2 separate regions of the Canis lupus genome follow, and region 2 is linked to region 1. The links are chromatin contacts, called in public Hi-C maps. All regions are on one chromosome and are shown on one strand. The core of a region is the stretch at or near the end of the contact, and the rest is flanking DNA. Distances in the headings are between cores, read along the strand shown. Region 1 overlaps C1H9orf3 (aminopeptidase O). Region 2 overlaps C1H9orf3 (aminopeptidase O).

Region 1 (4,348 bases), core at 1,388-3,887:
ACTCCCTAACCTACGGCACTGGCCGCTTTATTCTTCATGACTTGCCAGCAGACATCTTGAGATTATGCCTCCTGATTTAAATTTTCATCTGATCAGTAAAAAAATAAAACTGAGCATAGTTGGTGCCACCACACACCCTTCTCTCCCAGTCTTTGTGCAAATGTCCACCACCCTCAGAGCTGCCTCCTCTCGGTGCCTCCTAAAACTGAGTCTCCCCAACACTGTCTGGCTGGTTCACCTGCCTTCATGGCGCTCACCACCTGACACGTTATGGATGTGTTTGCCTGTTCCTCTATCCTCAATCCTGTCCCTACAGTGAGATGTGCCCAGGGCTCTCCTTGAATCAGTTCTCTCCTTAGCAGACCGCACAGTCCTACCACACGATAGGCCCTCTCCATATCCGTGGAATGAACAGATGCCTACGAATTGAACCGGACTCCAGGTTGGGAAATGCTTAGGGTTACTATAAACCTACCTGCTGCGCTTTGGCCCAGAACACGTCTTCCAAGTGAGTGGCAAACCCTTCACTCAGCCACTCCTCCGTCCAGTCCCGGGCCCCAATGGCTAGGCCAAACCAGGCGTGAGCGATTTCATGGCAGAGCCGGGTCCCACAGAGATGGTTCATTCCTATCAAGACGCTCTGAGAGAGGAAGATGATGTGTGGGCTGTGGATAATGGGGGAGAAAACACACAGAGGCTTGTCAGAGCCTGCCCTTGAGGCTGCCCCATGGGGCGGCTTTCTCAGCCTGGTGAGCCTGTTATTATCATGTGCATGCTAGATCATGACCGGTAGGCTTGCAGCTTAGATGCTTTCAGAAATAAATAAAGTGGCGGTTTACATTTCTGGCAGCGGTTCAGGTGGCCATTTGTGCCAAGCAGTTGTCTCCGTCATCCAACAGCTATTACCTGTAATGAGTAACCTGCACCAAAGTTTTAAACCAAAGAAATGACAAGGCGATGGAAGCATTTACTCTGAAATCTGGACTGTAAAAGAAGAGCAGGTGTGAGAATGTGAAGCCCATGCTGTCAAGAGAGGATCAAAGAAGCCCCTTCAGCCCAAAATCCGAGGAGCTTACACACAAATTGAGAAGTCATGCAGAAAGACAGGAAAAGCCAAGAAGAATGGGACCAAAATTTTCCATTTCAGACTGGGGCTGGCTACGGAGTTAACACACTAACAGGTGCCGGGGATGGGCGAGGTTTCCCAGAGACTCAGATAAAGGCCAAGTCTCTGGAAGACAAAGCTTTTCAAAGGTATCATCTCCTCTCTGTAGGTGCTTATACATTCACATGACATAACAAAATGAGGCAGGGGGTGGGGGGTGGGGGGAGTACCCACCCAGGTGTGCAAACAGCCCAGGGCTGGCACCAGCTGGGGAGATTTATCTAATCTCATTTTCTATACCTTGTTTTAAAACCCCAAATACCATGATTAGTACTGCATGGATGAAATGGGAGGAAGGGAGGCTGAAAAAAGAAGAGGCGGATGGAAAACCTCCCGCGCTTCCACCTTCTGCATTGCTCATTTATGCAGGACTTGTCTGCAGTTTTATTAATGAAGAATTTGCTCTCAAAACAAAAACAACAACAACAGAAAAATCGAAAAACAAAAAACAAAAACACCCCCCAAAACCTCTCCTCCATCAACTGAACAAGAACAGTTGTGAAACCTCCCAAATTAAGAAACCGTACACACTGGTTCCTTCCTTTAAAAGCCATTTGTTTGCTATCCTGTCGGCTCTGCACAAGCCAGGACTGCACGCAGCAGATCTGTCCTCCGCCCCCACGGCCACCAGGAGAGAAAACCCCACCTGTACTTTCCTTGCACAACATCGCCCCTTCAGCTCTCAGAGCTCAACTCAAATCGCAGGAGCCATGTGTGCCAAAATAGACAGCTTTCATGTGAAATAATAACAGGGCAGGCACGCAAACGAAAAGTGTCTGCCAGGCCCTCAGCGGAGTCCACCAGAAAGCCCAGGAATTGAAAGTGCACTTGGGGCATCCAGGACGGAGGGGCGGGGGCGGCTCAGAGCACTGGTTCAGAAAACAAAAAGAGGCAGGAAAGAGGGGAAGACCAGAGGGAGGATTGACGGGAGAGAGGGAGGGAGGGAGGGAGGAAGGAAGGAGGAAAGGAAGGAAGGAAAGGAGGAAGGAAGGGAGGAAGGAACTGAGAGGCCCAAGAGCTAACCTTCTTACTGAGAAAGTCTTCCCATGGAGAAGACAAACTGTGAAACCTGGCATTTTCGGAGTAAATGACCCCTTGCTCTGGCATGTGCAGCCCCACAAAGGAAAGCCACAGAAATGTACCAAGTAAATAACATTCCAGACATACTGCTGGCAGCGCTTCACCTTTTTGGCTAAAACAAAACAGAAGTAACTGCAGGCCTTGTAAACAGGCTCCAAGGCGAGCCTGTGTTGGATGGGTCTGTGGCCAGAGACACGGACGGTCCTCACGTAGCAGCGAGGACAGGACAGCCGTCTGTCCAATCCACCCAGGAGGGCTCCACAAGCGGAGGACTGAAATCCCAGCCAGACTGGCCATGGAGAAAAAGCCTGCTCTGTCCACGGTGACCACTTGCTGCTCGGTCCCGAGGTAGAAGCCCAGCCAAGGCCCGTTGGTGCAAATATCAAAGTCTAGAGAGCCTGAAGGAATGCACCAAAGCAGCTGCGTGGGGGCTGGGGGGCAGCTGTGCCTTTTCCTGCCCTTTAATCTTTTCCCTCCGATGGCCTTTGTTGTCTCCACCAGACCTCCTTCCCCACCTGCCAGGACTCCCCCAGGCCCGGCCCCAGTGCATCCCTGCTGGGCTCAGGACGCACGCTGGCACTGCTGGAATCCCACACTCCCACTTGCCATCCCCAGTCCCTTCTGCCTCGCCAGGAATAAATGTACTTCCTACTGTCTTCTGAGAAAGATCAAAGTCTAAATGTCCCCCTGGGTCAGAAGGAAAGGCATTTCACTTGATATAAGTGACCCTATTATCTGTGGACAACATGACCTTCTCCCTGAAAAGCAATTTTCCAGTTGAGAAGTAGGAAATCCTCTTGTAGTGGATGGAGTCCGCCCTCTGAGGTTGGGTTTTACCTGTGGGCTACTCTGGGGTCGTATTTCCCTATGAAGGAAATGGCCTCTTTCTTAAAGCTAAATTAAAAACATGGAGTCAGGTTTTGATAACCTTTCTCAAGGGCTGTTAAGAAAATTCTGACACACACGAAGCAATAGCATTTACTTTTAAGGAGACTTTCCTCCTCTCCTTTCGACCCTAAATGTCAGAATTCCTCGTGTCAAGTAGGATTTTTTACATTGTTGTGTTTTTGTTTTTTTTTTTTCAAAAGGGAGTGGGGAAAAGTCTAATGCTCTTAAGCTCACTTCAAGGAGTAATAGTAAATACTCCTTTACCAACAGATAATCTACTTCCTGCCCACCTTTATTATAGAATGGATGTTTAGAATTTTCTACTTCTACCTTAACCTTGATTTATAAGTTTCACCCCTGGGTTCCTCACACATTCCCACGTTCTCAGAGCCTTATTCATGGTTCTAATCAGCCAGCAGGTCATCCGTCTTCACTCTGACAAGGCCCATTTGAAAACAGGTTTTCTTGTTTTCCTCTGAAAGGGTCTGTGTCAGCTGCCTCTACAAATGCCAAGTTATCAATTCATCATGGCAGAGGATGGAAGATAATCACTTCAATGATGCCTTCATCCTAAATACAATTTTGGGTTTGTTTGTTTTTTAATTCACAGAATTTATCGCTTTTCCCAAAGAAGAGATGGATGAGAAAGTAATACTTTCAACTCTCAGAAAGCACAAGCCCCCTGGTTCGGATTCTCTATCATAAATTTCTCTTTCGCCACAAGTGGTGGAGGAGGACAGTGGGCTGAGCAGGAGGGCAGCAAAGAGCAAGGGCGGGACACGTGTTCTCATTCTTTCCCAGGAGACCACCAGCGGGGCTGCTCCCTTCAGAGGAGGCCACATGGTGTTGCATGTCTGCTGCCTTGCCCCCTTGAGATTAAAAATATCATTTCTGGCCTGAAAACAGCATCTCAAGACTGTTCCTAAAAGCTACCTCCCCACCCAGATCAGAAGGCTGTGTCTGTTAATTTAAAACATGCTTCTAGCAGAGGAGGAAGGAGTGCCTTCATTACTCTCAAGAGCCGCTCCAATCCTTCAGGAGGAATTCAATTTAGAGCGGAAATGGAGAATTTCATCAGATCTTAAGCAGGGGCTGTTCTGTGATTTATTTCATCTTTGTCCAGGGAGACGTGACCAGCGTGGTCCATCTTGCTGCCCAGGGAGAGGTACTGCACTTACAGCGGCAGCTCCATGCTGCTGCCTCAGAGCAGGCTGG
Region 2 (4,923 bases), core at 248-2,747, 120 kb after region 1:
TCCAAAACAGGACTGAAATTTTCTTTAAAGATAACTGTATTTTTTTCTAGGTATGAAAAGGACTTGGAATGGGTCACTTTTCAAATCATAAGAGGCAGTTTAAAATTTAGTTTTGAAAATTCTTCTAACTAAAGAGGGTTAAAACAATTGCCTTTGATTTTCTCATTTATCACATTTTTAAAATAAAACTGTCCTATGAATAGTTTTGAAGATTCTATCTTCCAAAGGAGGAAGACTGAAGAGGAAAAAGGAAGAACATGATACAATCAGTCCATGGAGGGGGGGCACTGTTTACACCAAACCTGTGATTAACTTTGCTAATTATTTTGGAAAATCATTCTTATAAAAAAAAAATTAAGAGAAGAAAATTAAGATACTATAGTCATTTTTACACATCAATCATGCTCAAGAATAGTCAATTAAATACAAAATGTATGGAACATCACAGTTTTATCCTTAGGGGAGTCTTGGAAATACTCATAAAACACATTATAAGAATACACCATTCATAACCCTTCTGCTTCTACAGAGGCAAAAGCAGATTATTTATCTTTGCAAAGTTTTTTTTTTAGATTTTATTTATTTATTCATGAGAGACACAGAGAGAGAGAGAGGCAGAGACATAGGCAGAGGGAGAAGCAGGCTCCATGCAGGGAGCCTGACGTGGGACTCGAACCCGGGACTCCAGGATCACGCCCTGGGCTGAAGGCGTTGCTAAACCACTGAGCCACCCGGGCTGCCCATATCTTTGTAAAGTTAAACATCTCACAGAATCTTCTGTATTTAAAAAGTTATTGCTTTCCCTGGAAATTAAAACAGGCACTTAAATTCTTCCTATTAAGCATTTACTTTATCTTTTAAACTCTTGCACTGTACATTAGACAAGTAACATTCAGTTGGAAACATTGGATTGATACATGCTTTTATTTAACATATCAGATTTCTTTCCCCAATTCTTCTGTCATCCCTGCTCATTTTCTACTTCACCATGGACTCTTTCTCTAGCCAGTCTTCTTAATTTCAGAGCTTCTTGCTCAAAGTGTCCCCTACATCAAGCTATTTCATTATTTTGGAATGTCTGTATCACAAATTAAAGATGTTTAAGATGAATAAGAACATGCATATATATGTGTGTGTTTATATATGTACATAGATGTGTATATTTATACACATGTATCGATAGTCGCACCATACACAAGGTGTATGTTTTATACATTTTGTGTATTTTTAAAATAATAATAGATACATTAAAAAAAGAAAGGAAAGGTCCCAGTTTGGGTTGCTCTTCCTCTCTTGGCTTCCTTGCCCAGTGCTTGGGTCTCTTCAGCAAACCCCAGCCCTTTCTCTTTCACTACTTTGTGTGGCTGAGTCTACACTTCTAGTTTTATGAGTTAGTGCCACCCTCTTGAGTACCCACAGCGTGACAGTCTTTCGTTAGTTCTTCTCTGCTGTTGCTCAAGGGCGGGAACGGGCACCAGAACAAATATGCACCGGCAGTGCCTAACCAGGGACATGTGTCAGGTCATGCTGCCGCTTCTCAAGTACCGATGCCACCCCGCAGGGCTTGGGCTTTGCTTCCCAGTAACATGGTCCTGCCTGCAGCACAGGAAACCCAGAAGAGAATGACCTTCCAAGATCATTCTTGTGAACCAGGTGAGAGAGCGCCACCTACCGAAGGGAGAACACAAGCACCTCCGTAGGTTTTGAGGTTTTTCCCTAATGGCTGATGTCACTGAAGGCTAATAATACACTGCACCAGGCTTGTTATTCCAAGTCTCAGCCACCACTCTGACTTGTGACACAGATTACCTAGTCCCAGGTAGAGAGTGGGCCTGCAAGCCAGACACCAAATCATACTGCTCCCGATGGTCACAGGTATGCTCGAGTACTATGAACGTCAAGCCTGAGACAAAATCCAAGGCAAAAAGATTTGGAACACACCTGCTATAATCATCATTACCCAAGATGATCCACCATAAGGAAGGTAAGCAAGAAGGAGTCAAAAAGCGAATCACAAACCGACAAAGATTTGGAAAGTGCTAAGGCATGACCTTATGGGGGATGTAACTGAGCAGAACAGTGTCTCAGTCACCATTGGCTTTCTTTAAAAAAAAAAAAAAAAAGATTTTATTTATTTATTCAGGAAAGACAGAGAGAGAGAGAGAGAGAGGAAGAGACACAGGCAGAGAGAGAGGCAGGCTCCATGCAGGGAGCCCGATGTGGGACTCGATCCCAGGACTCCAGGATCATGCCCTGAGCCCAAGGCAGATGCTCAACCGCTGAGCCACCCAGGGATCCCCCACAATTAGCTTTCTTTTCTTTTTTTTTTAAGATTTTATTTATTTATTCTTGAGAGACAGAGAGAGAGAGAGACAGAGAGGCAGAGTCACAGGCAGAGGGAGAAGCAAGCTCCACGCAGGGAGCCCAGTGTGGGACTCGATCCCGGATCTCCAGGATCAGTCCCTGGGCTGAAGGCAGCACTAAACCACTGAGCCACCCGGGCTGCCCACGATTACCTTTCTAAAGAGAAAAGATAAATGCATTCACTCCAAACTCCTACCCCTTGAAACATGTGTACTAGCTCAGAATAAAGTTTCCCCAGTTCTGGAAACAAGGAGCTTTCTCTATTTTGCATTCTATCTTTGTGATGAAACTCTTAATCATAATCATTCCTAAATGTCTTTCACGTTACCATTTCCTTATACGTAATTCTTGCTTGCACACTGTGGGAGCAGCCTAAATAGTATTGCTCATTTTGAGCCACCAAGAGGGAAGAAAGTTGGCTTTCAACTGCACATAGAAGGGTCTGGACCCTGAAATCTTGGCTTCTTCCTGGAATTTCCCACACAACGTCAAGAGAGAGAATGTCAGAGAGTTGGTCTACTGGGCAAGCCAGAGTAGCATTTTGCCCAGAATGAAGTAATGTCTACAGTCTTTTACTTTTGCACAGAAAAATGAAATCAGATACGATGTGAGGGCACATATAGTTTTTAACACTTTTCACTTGTTCATATGCTGCTTCTCTTACATTTTTAAGGACCTCAAGTTAGTTTTGTTCATTTACTTGAGCCTTTCCATGAAAAAGAAGTGGTATGTTTTATTTTTCTAGGAAGTAAAAATACACTAAATTAGACCCTGCAAAAATAAAATAAAACTAAACAAAAGAATTGCCAAACAGGGAAAAATAAGAATGTAGTATGCCAGTTTTTTCTTTTAAAATCTATTGAGCCTGGAGAAAAGGCATAAACTCTATAAACAGAAGCATAACTAAAGAAATGACCCCAAAATCATTTTTGTTACTATTCAGTAGTGCTTTTAAGTGCTCCTACCATGAACATATTATGTCTATCTATCAAAAGACATTTATTCAACCAAGTATCAAGTACCTCTTATATACAAAGCACTTTTTTGGGTGTGGGGTCTCTGTGAGGTACATTTTGGCAGGGAATATAGGCCGATGATAACACACAGGATAACATTTCTGCTTGCCTGAATGAAATTCTGTTAAGGAAGTTAAATAATAAAGAGTCAAACAACTCAGTCTAAATCTATAGCTTTGATGTAGCCTTCTTGAAAAAAGATTGGTAACTTCTAAGCTAATAAAATTCTTATGATGGTCACCAAGCGACAGTCTAAACCATTAGCCTTATTTTAAAAACAGCTAGGAGGAATGATTTCTCTCATGTAGCAGGGACTCAGAGGTCTGTCTTCTGATTTCTATCCCCTGCCCAAGAGCTGCACTCATTTCTGTCGCTGGTATCTGATTATGCTGCTCCCAGGTGCTTTGCTTCTTTCGGGAAATCAGCTGGTGCCTGGCAAATGTGCTAATCACTAGATGTGTCATTGTGATGTAAACTGTGACTTGTGGGTCAGTTTTGTGAAGAGCTCATCCTTTTAAAGGGCATTGTGCACAGTAGAGTGGAGGTCCTAGGAGACCAATCTACAATCGAGAAAACATAACTTGGAAAGGAAATAGTATCATCTTGTAGCCACATACCCTTTTACTCTAAGGAGCACAGAGACATTTGGAGACATTATTCCATCTTTAGGACAGCCATTTTGGGTCTGGCAAAGAGCTCTGTTTGCCCTCTTTCCTGGTTATCCTTTGAAAAATACTCAGCTGTGACTACAGGGGAACTGCAGTATTAGGCATAGAGTTTTTTCCTTGTCTAGCTCAATCCTCCTTCCATTCGAATTGGTAAAGTCTGCTCAATGACATCGCGTAAGTATAAGCAGCATGAATGTAAGCCCACGATATCACATAAATGTAAGTGGTATGAACATAAGCAAATCCCAATTAGCATCTGCTTCATTATAACTCTGCCCTGAATTGGTAATTCTGAAAAAAGATCCACAGATATATTCCTGCAAGTATGAGCATTTTTCATGAAAATTTTAAAGTCCATTCTTGTCTTAATTTTTTATAATCTTCAAATAGACAGACAATGACAGATACCAAAGTGGTCAGAAGGCTTTCTTTTCTGTAAAGGGCTGGTTTGTAAACATTTTACAAACTAGCTATATACTTTTTAATGCAAATATTCAGCTCTGCCACTGTAGCACAAAAGCAGCCACATGCAATGGCCATGTTTCAATAAAACTTTATTTACAAAAATGGGCAGTGGGATAGATTTCTTAAGCACACTGGATCATCCAGATATAACTGAGTACTACCAAACAATTTCAGAGTCCACATCTGCATTAGTATATATGAATGCACAGGGACATGCAGCGTTGCTTTGATGATTGAGAGATAATGAGAAAAGAACATGCGGAGGATGTTTTTGGCAAGTAAAGGCTATATGACATCACAGTATGCTGTGTAAACAAAAGCTTTACAACACATGGAATAAAGTGATGGGGAACAAGATCGTCACGTGGCTCAGGGTAGAAGAGGCACGATAATCTCAACAGAACCTTCAG

Evidence for each region. Hi-C and Micro-C count contacts between places; a contact is called where the count stands out from the background.
Region 2: a contact with region 1 is called in a Hi-C map of skin fibroblasts, with 1.7 times the contacts expected there. The contact joins two enhancer-like sites.

Annotation. Positions count from the first base shown.
Region 1 is chr1:72,407,219-72,411,566 of UU_Cfam_GSD_1.0, forward strand. C1H9orf3 (aminopeptidase O) reads right to left here. Exons shown (of 19, transcript XR_005353980.1): 6 at 476-665. Among named protein-coding and RNA genes, the nearest start is that of MIR23B, 140 kb to the left of the region's middle. Within about 2 kb of position 2,638, at least 8 of the 20 cell types and tissues checked have an H3K27ac peak or open chromatin away from gene starts, as enhancers often do.
Region 2 is chr1:72,528,909-72,533,831 of UU_Cfam_GSD_1.0, forward strand. All of the region lies in intron 3 of C1H9orf3 (aminopeptidase O), which reads right to left. Among named protein-coding and RNA genes, the nearest start is that of C1H9orf3, 64 kb to the right of the region's middle. Within about 2 kb of position 1,498, at least 4 of the 20 cell types and tissues checked have an H3K27ac peak or open chromatin away from gene starts, as enhancers often do.